Regions from separate parts of the Mus musculus genome. Here region 2 is linked to region 1. Evidence: chromatin contacts called from public HiChIP or PLAC-seq data. All regions are on one chromosome and are shown on one strand. The core of a region is the stretch at or near the end of the contact, and the rest is flanking DNA. Distances in the headings are between cores, read along the strand shown.

Region 1 (4,140 bases), core at 747-3,246:
AGGTAAGGGTGTGGTATCTTTAAGTTCATAGGTCAGAACATCGGGGCTTTCAGGGACTCTCCTTCTACCTGGCCTCTGAGCCTTGAAGTGTGTAGGCTCAACAGTGTGGTCACCTTGCACACTCAGCACAAGGAGCTACGCCCAGGACAGATGCAGCCTTCACACCCTGGTGAGAGCTCCCTGGCTGAGCGGCCTCACCTGCTACATTGATGAAGAAGCTGTGGGTAGCTTCCTTCCCCTGTAGGTTCCTCAGCATCACGGTGTATCGGCCACAGTCCGAGAGGCTAGCTGCAGGGATCAGAAGCTGCGTGAGGCCAGCCTTCACAGTGGTCACACTTCTTTTGGGCAAGGGCAAGCCGTCCTTCAGCCAGGTCACCTCAGGCATGGGGGCAGCCTGAGAACCAAGGGCAAGCTCAAATTGAGAAGAGGAAGGTTTTTTGTTTGTTCATTTGTTTTTTTAAAGTGTCTGTTCAAATAAATTATGTAGTTAGCATATAAAATAATAGGCTTATTGATGACATTTTATTGTGTATGTATCACTGAATCTTCCTGATATTCACTGCTATAGTCCTTCTGCTTTCATTGTACACAATTCTCTCTCACACACACTCGTGCATGCACGCACGCGCACACACACACACACACACACACACACACACACACACACACGCATGCACACAGGCACGCACTCGAGTGCGCTCGAAAAAGCATGCTGATTTTTTCTTTCTTCCCTTAAGGCCGTCACCCTCTTGCTCCTGTTCTTTGTGATTGCTTCCTCCCTGACCTTTGCTCTCCATGGAGGAAATTTTGTAAAAGAAAAAGTATATAAGCTGGGCCCAGTGTAGAAGGGCAAGAAGGACCATTCTAGGCAGGAAGAGATGCGCCTGAGCACATGGGGATCAACGAGGAATAGGCTCTCAGGGAGGTAGCGATGTGTGGGGCTAGCTGGTAGGTATGGAAGGATGCTGGGATAGGAAGAGAGGCTTAGCTGGGAGGCTCAGTAAAACGGTTCTGGCCCTCAGCCTCACCCCCACGCAGACATCTAGACTTCACTGAGCGAGGTGCTGCAGTTAGGACAGTGCAGCTAGTTCTGGATTTACATGAGCGTACTTGGTGGGAGTGAGAAGAGACTCATTGGGACGAGAGTATTCCTTCCCCCCAAGGCAAGCTAGGGGTGTCTCGGGAGTTCCTGCAATAGAGAGAGGCTGCAGGAAGTAGACTATGCATCTGGCCTGGAACTGTGGTGACTGGAGAGGAGAGGAGAGTGGCAGGCTTAGGAAAGGAGCTGGCAGGGCTGGTTAAGAGCAGGTGGCTCACGCCTTTAATCCCAGCACTTGGGAGGCAGAGGCAGAGGCAGGCGAATTTCTGAGTTCGAGGCCAGCCTGGTCTACAAAGTGAGTTCCAGGACAGCTAGGGCTACACAGAGAAACCCTGTCTCAAAAAAAAAAAAAATCACTGACTGCTCTTCTGAAGGTCCTGAGTTCAAATCCCAGCAACCACATGGTGGGTCACAACCACCCATAATGAGATCTGACACCCTCTTCTGGTGCGTCTGAAGACAGTGACAAATAGCAGAGGTCCTGAGTTTGATTCCCAGCAACCACATGATGGTTTACAACCATATACTGATTTACATAAAAATAAATAAATAAATCTTTAAAAAAGATTTATCTGTATCTGAGTGTCAGGCCTATAATGTAACAGTGAGAACTCTCTTCAGCTGCGGGATGATGATGCTACCCACTGCCTATGGGACCCCCATCGTGTGCACCTGAGAATGCTAATAGTAAGTTGCCTATGGGGGTGTCCTAAGGATTTAGGCATCAACGATGCGCGGAAAGCACAGAGCACAGCATCCAGGTTGCTACCACCACTTTCTCAGCCCTTTGGTAAGCTTAGTCTCTTTGGTAAGAGACTGAAGAACTCAGTACCATGTGAGAGATGAGGAGTCAAATTAGTGAGCGGTGACGGCATCAGGCAATCTGTGTTTACTACCACACTAGTGACTGTACGGAGAGTTGTGTGGTGTTGACATTGGCTGGGGACCATCCTGAGTCAGACTCTGATCATTCACTTGCACAAAAATATATTCTAAAGGCAAAAATGATTATCTACCTTGCCGGCTCCCTCAGTTCTGGGACTAAGAAGGGGAGAGGAGATGGTCTAATTTGGAGGTGTAATATTTGAAGTGACCACTAGAGGGGTGTGTAACCCCTGTTCACTCAGCAGCATGAGGCCAAATACAAGCTTGGCTTCAAAAACCATTTTCCTCCCTACCCACCTCACATTGGACCTTATTTAGGAGACAAGTCAAAGTCTATGACTAAGGTTAAAGAATAATAAGGAAGAAGAAGGAACACTCCACGATCGTCTAGTTTCCTGGTTGCTCAGTGACACCCCCCCCCCATGCCTGCCACACACTGCTTCAGGTCTACTCACTTCAAAGGAGAGAGGAACGCGAATACTGTCCCCAACCCTGACCATCAGGGTATCCTTTGTGCCGGAGTCCATGAGGAACCTGGGACAGACTAGAACACACAAGATGGCTTGTCACCTCCCTCCACAGTGAGCAGCTAGCTCACCTAGGATGCAGATCGAAGGCTGAACCAATGGCCTGACAGAGAGTGCTTGGAAGGGTGTGTTGGAGAAAAAAGGCTGGGAGACAGGGACAGTCTTGTGGGACAATCAAAGTTGCTATCCGGGAAGGGTGGGTGACATCTTTTAATGGGGTGACATCCATTGAAGATCAGAGCCAGGACAAGAATCTAAGATTCTGGACTCAGGAGCTCTTGGCTTTTTATTGTCTCCTTATTGTCACAGTGACAACTAGAGAGGATTGGTATGGCTCGCAAAGAGAAAGGATCTGCTTCTAGTGATTAAGTCCCAAAGGGAAACACAATCTGCCTTGCGGTAACAGGGAGCTGGGGGATGTGCTGTCTCAAACCAAGCAGTGCCCACTCCTCGGAGTCACTTGTTTTAAATCATGGTTCTGTGTCATAACAATGGGGAGACCCTGGGTGAAGCATCTCGGGCCTTTGTGGTCATCCCTGGAGCTGTAATGAGAACACATTTCTAAAAGGGGTCCGCTTAGCTCAGTGCTCCCTGCCACCCCTCTGTTAAGAAGGCAACTGATGACTGCATAGCAGTGCCTCTCAGGAAGGGTCTGTAGGATTCATGGTGGGGAAAGGAGGTGTCACTCACCAGTGGCCGGCATGGCATGAACCAATGTGTCCAGGGAAGTGGCCTGGCTCCGGCCCCCATCATTAACTGCTGTCACCCGCACAAAGTAGCCTTCTTGCGGCCGAAGCCCCTTGGCTGTGAAGGTGGTGCCCGGCACAGTTCCCACGTGACATGGGCTCCATTGATGGCTGTCTGAACCACACAACTCCACAATATATCCCTGGGCTTCATCAGCATCCCGGGCATCCGGCACCATCCAGCTCACGGTGATGCTAGTGTTTGATGTGTCTGTAACCTGTAGATCCCGCACAGGCCCTGGGGGTCCTGGGCAAGCACCATGGAAGTTTCAGGAGTGTGGCATCTTCCTCTGAGGAGTCTTCCAACCAAGGAGTCTTGGGGCTTCTTTCACTTAGGGGTTTCTGCAGAACTGTGGGTCCCTGGCTACCCCCTCAACTCACCCACCAACTTGCCAACCCCTAACTATCCCATAATCCTTGACAGCTGGTATTTCCAGTTGAGAACCTTTTGTGCTCCATTGTGTCTGGGGGCTGGAGTCTATGTCTCTATGCTGAATTATAACTCTTAGTTGGGAACGACACCAGCACAGATTTCTTGTTCCTTGTCTGTTAAATGGGAACAAGAGCAGCACTACCTACCCACCATGGGGACTGTGGAATAAGCAAAAGTCATAAAGTGTGTGTGTGTGTGTGTGTGTGTGTGTGTGTGTGTGTGTGTGTGAGAGAGAGAGAGAGAGAGAGAGATTTGGATATTTCACTGCAGCATGATATTCTGGCTGTTAAGGCTAGCTGCATATTAAACATTCTGTCTGTGCGATACCAGCCCCAAAGGCACTAGGATTGGTAAGGGATTATTGGTATTTCTAAACGTGTGATTATTGGTATTTCTAAACATGTGATGATGTTTAAAATCACTGGTCTAAGGGAGTGCTTCTAACCTTGA
Region 2 (4,140 bases), core at 560-3,059, 92 kb after region 1:
CCTCGGGATGCCCCCACTCTCTCAATGCAGGTCGACTACTCACCCATCAGTAAACTCTGAGCATCGTCCTCAAAGAGTAGAACGAAGAACAGAGCTACGAGCACTCCAAGGACACTTACGAACACTGTGAACACACACGGGGACAGGGAGCAGGGCCAGAGAGGCAGGGCATAGTGCTCAAATCTGATATGCACAGCTGATGAGCTCTGGCAGCACTTAAACTCAACACAGACCAATTATTTCCTAAATAACAGTTTTCTAAAACCAGGGAATGGCTACGTGTAATTATGCCCCACCCTGGCAAACCCAGTTTTTGGCCTAATCCTCTTTCTTGGTTATTCAGACAGGATTTATGAAGCATCTATTACATACTAGGGACATGGCTCAGCTTGGCCAGGTACAGAGTGAGTTCCAGGACAGTGAAGGTTACACAGAGAAATCCTGTCTCCAAAAGCCAAAGGGGAAAGAAAAAGATAGAAAAAAGAAAAGAAAAGAAAAGAAAAAAAGAAGACACCTTGTAAGGTGCCATAGAGGAGAAAGCCAAGAGGGTTTGAGACCCATATGTCCTCCTGGACCCATGTGACCTGGGACAGGGAAGGGGAAGGTGACAACAGTCTGCGGGGCAGGAAGCTTTGAAATAGCTAACCCCCAGGGCTTTGTAATCAGGGTTATCTTTCATTCACCAGAGAGGGGCTTGGGCTAACTTGAGATAGTTGCTCCAACTCCTCCTGCTAGTTCGATTAGCTCCGTTAAACAATGGTATTACAGTTAAATGTGTCTCTGTATGGATATGTGCAGGTGGACACAGTGCTCTTGGAAGCAAAGGGACTCTGATCCTCTATAGTGAGTGTTACAGGCAGTTGTGAGCTCCTGGCTGCTGGAAACCCAGTCCTCTGTAAAAAGCAGTACCTGCTTTTAATCACAAAGCCATCTCTCTAAACCCCCTGTCCCAGTAGACTGTCTCAAGTTTTAGTTGTCAGGCCCTGGAAGGTAGCCTTGAGGAGATGATCTGAATTCTCAGAGGAAATGATATTAATGGCTGCCGTTATCTGCCAGGCCAAGTACCGGGTGCTTTGGAATGTGTTTGTACTCTTTTGGTTCTCATCTTAGGAACTATAAAGGATGTTTTCTGTCTCTCCAAATATGGAATTCTGACTCTAAGATGTATGTCACTTGACTATTGAGGAGTGAACCCTAGATTTGAGCTCAGACCAACAGTTCTCCAAATCCCCGCCCTCTTTCCTCTTGATTGTTTCTGGAGATAGGAGTACCACAAAGGCCTTTCCTTAGTGATATGTTCACTTTTCTCTACTTTTAGCAAAGTTCTGGGAACTCTTCTGCTGAGCTGACGGGCTCTCCGCCTCTGCCCACATCCCCCGCAGATCCGGGATCCTGCAAAAAGATCCAGTGAGGAACAAGAATTGGGCGCTGGGGGAATCTGGTCATGGAGGCTCGCAGCTAGAGCCAGGGGCAGTGCTGGCGGCCTTGGACTGCAGGAAGAGGCAAGACTCTCAGTCCAGGAGGACCAGGCAGGGAAGAGGGAGAAAGTGCTCAGATTGCTCAACACATGTCACCGCAGGCGCGACCACAGCAGATACCTGCTGTGCCTCTGCTAGCTGCTGCACTTGTCCAGAGCTATGACTCACATTAAGGAGTCCAAGCCAACCCAAAAAGGCAAAATGAAGCCTTAGCAACTCGCAGCACCCCAGAGTGCTAGCAATGTGACTTGTCCCCTTTGTCAGGACCACACAGAGCCCGTGCAGAGGCCTTTCAGAGGGCCTCACTCTGGGTCCAGCTCCACGAGGCACAATGAACAGTAACTTCTGCCGAGCTCTGGTGGACCGTGGGCCCCCGGGGGGCATGCAGCTAGGTGTCGTGGCCCCTGCTGGACAGACGCCGCTGGCAGCCACCGAACCCTTGAGCAACGTACCCTTTCTATTGTACCCCGGCCACTCCGAGCCGCCTTACTACGACGCCTACACTGGGGTGTTCCCCTACGTGCCCTTTCCCGGCGCCTTCGGGGTTTACGACTACCCGTTCGAGCCTGCCTTCATCCAGAAGCGCAACGAGCGAGAGCGGCAGCGCGTCAAGTGCGTGAATGAGGGCTACGCGCGCCTCCGCGGCCACCTCCCCGGCGCCCTGACTGAGAAGCGGCTCAGCAAGGTGGAGACACTGCGCGCCGCCATCCGCTACATCAAGTACCTGCAGGAGCTGTTGAGCGCCACCCCCGACGGCGCGCCACCTCCCGCCACCTCCCCGCCGCCCGCCCACACGGGCCACAGCAACGTGCCGCAGCCCTCTTCCTTGGTGGCCGAGTCCAGTGGATCCCCCTTTTCCTCGTCGCCTTTTTTGGAGTCGGAGGAACCCAGCCTTTGATCTGGCCAGAGGCCTGGACTTGCCCCTCTAGGGAACAGCTTTGGGGGCTTCTGGGTCATCTGTGCGGGACAAAGAACAGTGGTGTTCGAGGTCTGTGATCCCACCTCCACCCACTTGAGCCAGATGTGAGGGCCTGGGGTAGAGATGGCGAGATACGGATCCCAGGAGCTGATGTCTGCGGTGAGGAGCAGAGCCCTGGACAGCTCCTGGACCAGCCTCAGCGAAGCTCTGCTGTCCACCACACCAAGTCCCCTGGAAGTCAGCCACACTTTCTGTTATGCCTGAACCTTCCACAAGATGGCCTCAAATACTAGCGAGGAGCTTGATGGCCTCTAAAGAGCAGGAATTCTGAGGGAGGGACGAGGGAAGTGAAGACAGGCAGCTGCTTGCATTCAGCACCCTGGAGCTGACAGACTTAGGGGAAGTGTGTGTGTGTGTGTGTGTGTGTGTGTGTGTGTGTGTGTGTGTGAGAGAGAGAGAGAGAGAGAGAGAGAGAGAGAGAGAGAGAGAGAGAGAGAGAGAGAGAGGGAGGGAGAGGTCGCTGGTGCCCATTGGCTTCCTTGACAGCGAGTGATCACCTCCCCTCTCCCACCCTTCAGTCTCTTCTGGACTTAACGCCTCCCCCACCCCAAGACTTGTAAGCTTCTAGGGTCCACTGACATTGTGTTTACATCAAGGACTAAATAAAAAGGGATTGTTGAATTTTGTGATTCCTGAATTATTGTCTATGCCCACCCTCCACCTTGCAATGTTTGCTAGCTGGTGCAGTCACCTAACATTTCCAGAGAGATTAGTGTGTATGCTGAGACTGAATATGGGAGAGGCCAGGGTTCTAGGGAGAAAGCACACAGACATTGTCTAGTGAGGGATTGGAGGACCAGGGGCCCTGTGAGAGCAGTGCACATTCAAGGTTGCCTGGAGCCTTTCCCTCTGGTAGGAGAGGGGCTCCATATTTGCCAGAAGAAGGCATTGGGGGCGGCAAGTGTGAGAGGGTCCTGGGCAGATCCTGACAGACACTGAGACTGGTGTGAGTGGAGCTATGCTGAGCTAGGCCACCACCCAACACATTCTCTGGACAGAGCCACGGAGTTGGGGTGGGGAGAAACTTAATCTCCATCTAAGGAACCTGTTTGGAGTTTGTGGCTCTACTCCACGGGTTCCTCTCCCTGACCCTCATTGCCCCAGCTGTGAAGCCTTCCTGTCTCCCACTGCCCCTACCCCGTCTCAAGCCTGGATATAATAAGTCACCCCTTTACACCCAGCCCTTGCCTCCTCGGGGGCAGATGGGGATGTCACCGGCTGGACTGGAAGGAATGACAGCTGCCTGGCCGCAGGAGCCTGGGCTGGGCAGCAGGGGCTAATTTTACTCGCTGGGAGCAGAGAGAGTAATCCTCCCGCCCCCACGCCCGACCCGTCTGCCTGCCTCAGCAGGATAGGCTCAGTCAGGTCCAGTCCCCAAGGTGGGGGCACTGGGGACACAGGGAGGAGAGGGCAGTGGGCTGGGGGAAGAGAGGGGTGTCAGGGAAAGCCATGGAGCCGCCCTCACCCCAGGACGAGGGCCTGAGGAAGAAGCAGCCGAAGAAACCTGTTCCTGAGATTCTGCCGAGGCCCCCGCGGGCCTTGTTCTGCCTGACTCTACAGAACCCCCTGAGGAAGGCCTGCATCAGCATCGTGGAATGGAAGTATCCTTTCTAGCACCTGAGCGAGATGGAGCAGGGAGTGGGTGGGAGGCAGAGGTGGAAGGTACGGGGTGGTCACAAAGCT

Evidence for each region. HiChIP or PLAC-seq counts read pairs in DNA pulled down with a chosen protein or histone mark.
Region 2: an HNF4G HiChIP or PLAC-seq map of pancreatic cancer cells shows a contact between it and region 1. The contact joins the promoter of Ascl5 here to the enhancer-like site in region 1. A contact is called at or near these places in 19 of 39 promoter capture datasets (the 3T3-L1 cell line, 3T3-L1-derived adipocytes, the HPC-7 cell line and 12 more), 4 of 15 datasets of contacts at CTCF or cohesin (the G1E-ER4 cell line, the NIH/3T3 cell line and pro-B cells), 76 of 484 Hi-C or Micro-C datasets (the 3T3-L1 cell line, 3T3-L1-derived adipocytes, B cells and 47 more), 5 of 115 datasets of contacts at active chromatin or transcription factors (the 3134 cell line, craniofacial prominence, intestinal villus epithelium and 2 more) and 3 of 9 other capture datasets (adipose tissue, embryonic stem cells and pancreatic islet).

The regions. Positions count from the first base shown.
Region 1 is chr1:135,956,500-135,960,639 of GRCm38.p6, forward strand. Igfn1 (immunoglobulin-like and fibronectin type III domain containing 1) reads right to left here. Exons shown (of 27, transcript NM_177642.3): 22 at 3,202-3,504; 23 at 2,440-2,528; 24 at 199-394. Among named protein-coding and RNA genes, the nearest start is that of Pkp1, 39 kb to the left of the region's middle. Within about 2 kb of position 1,997, at least 3 of the 459 cell types and tissues checked have an H3K27ac peak or open chromatin away from gene starts, as enhancers often do. A contact at or near this core is called in pancreatic cancer cells and rod photoreceptor, where this site is marked.
Region 2 is chr1:136,048,995-136,053,134 of GRCm38.p6, forward strand. It overlaps Ascl5 (achaete-scute family bHLH transcription factor 5), which reads left to right and starts at 1,810. Exons shown (of 1, transcript NM_001270609.1): 1 at 1,810-2,376. The coding sequence starts at 1,810. The coding sequence ends at 2,376. It overlaps Cacna1s (calcium channel, voltage-dependent, L type, alpha 1S subunit), which reads left to right and starts at 3,817. Exons shown (of 44, transcript NM_001081023.2): 1 at 3,817-4,058. The coding sequence starts at 3,907.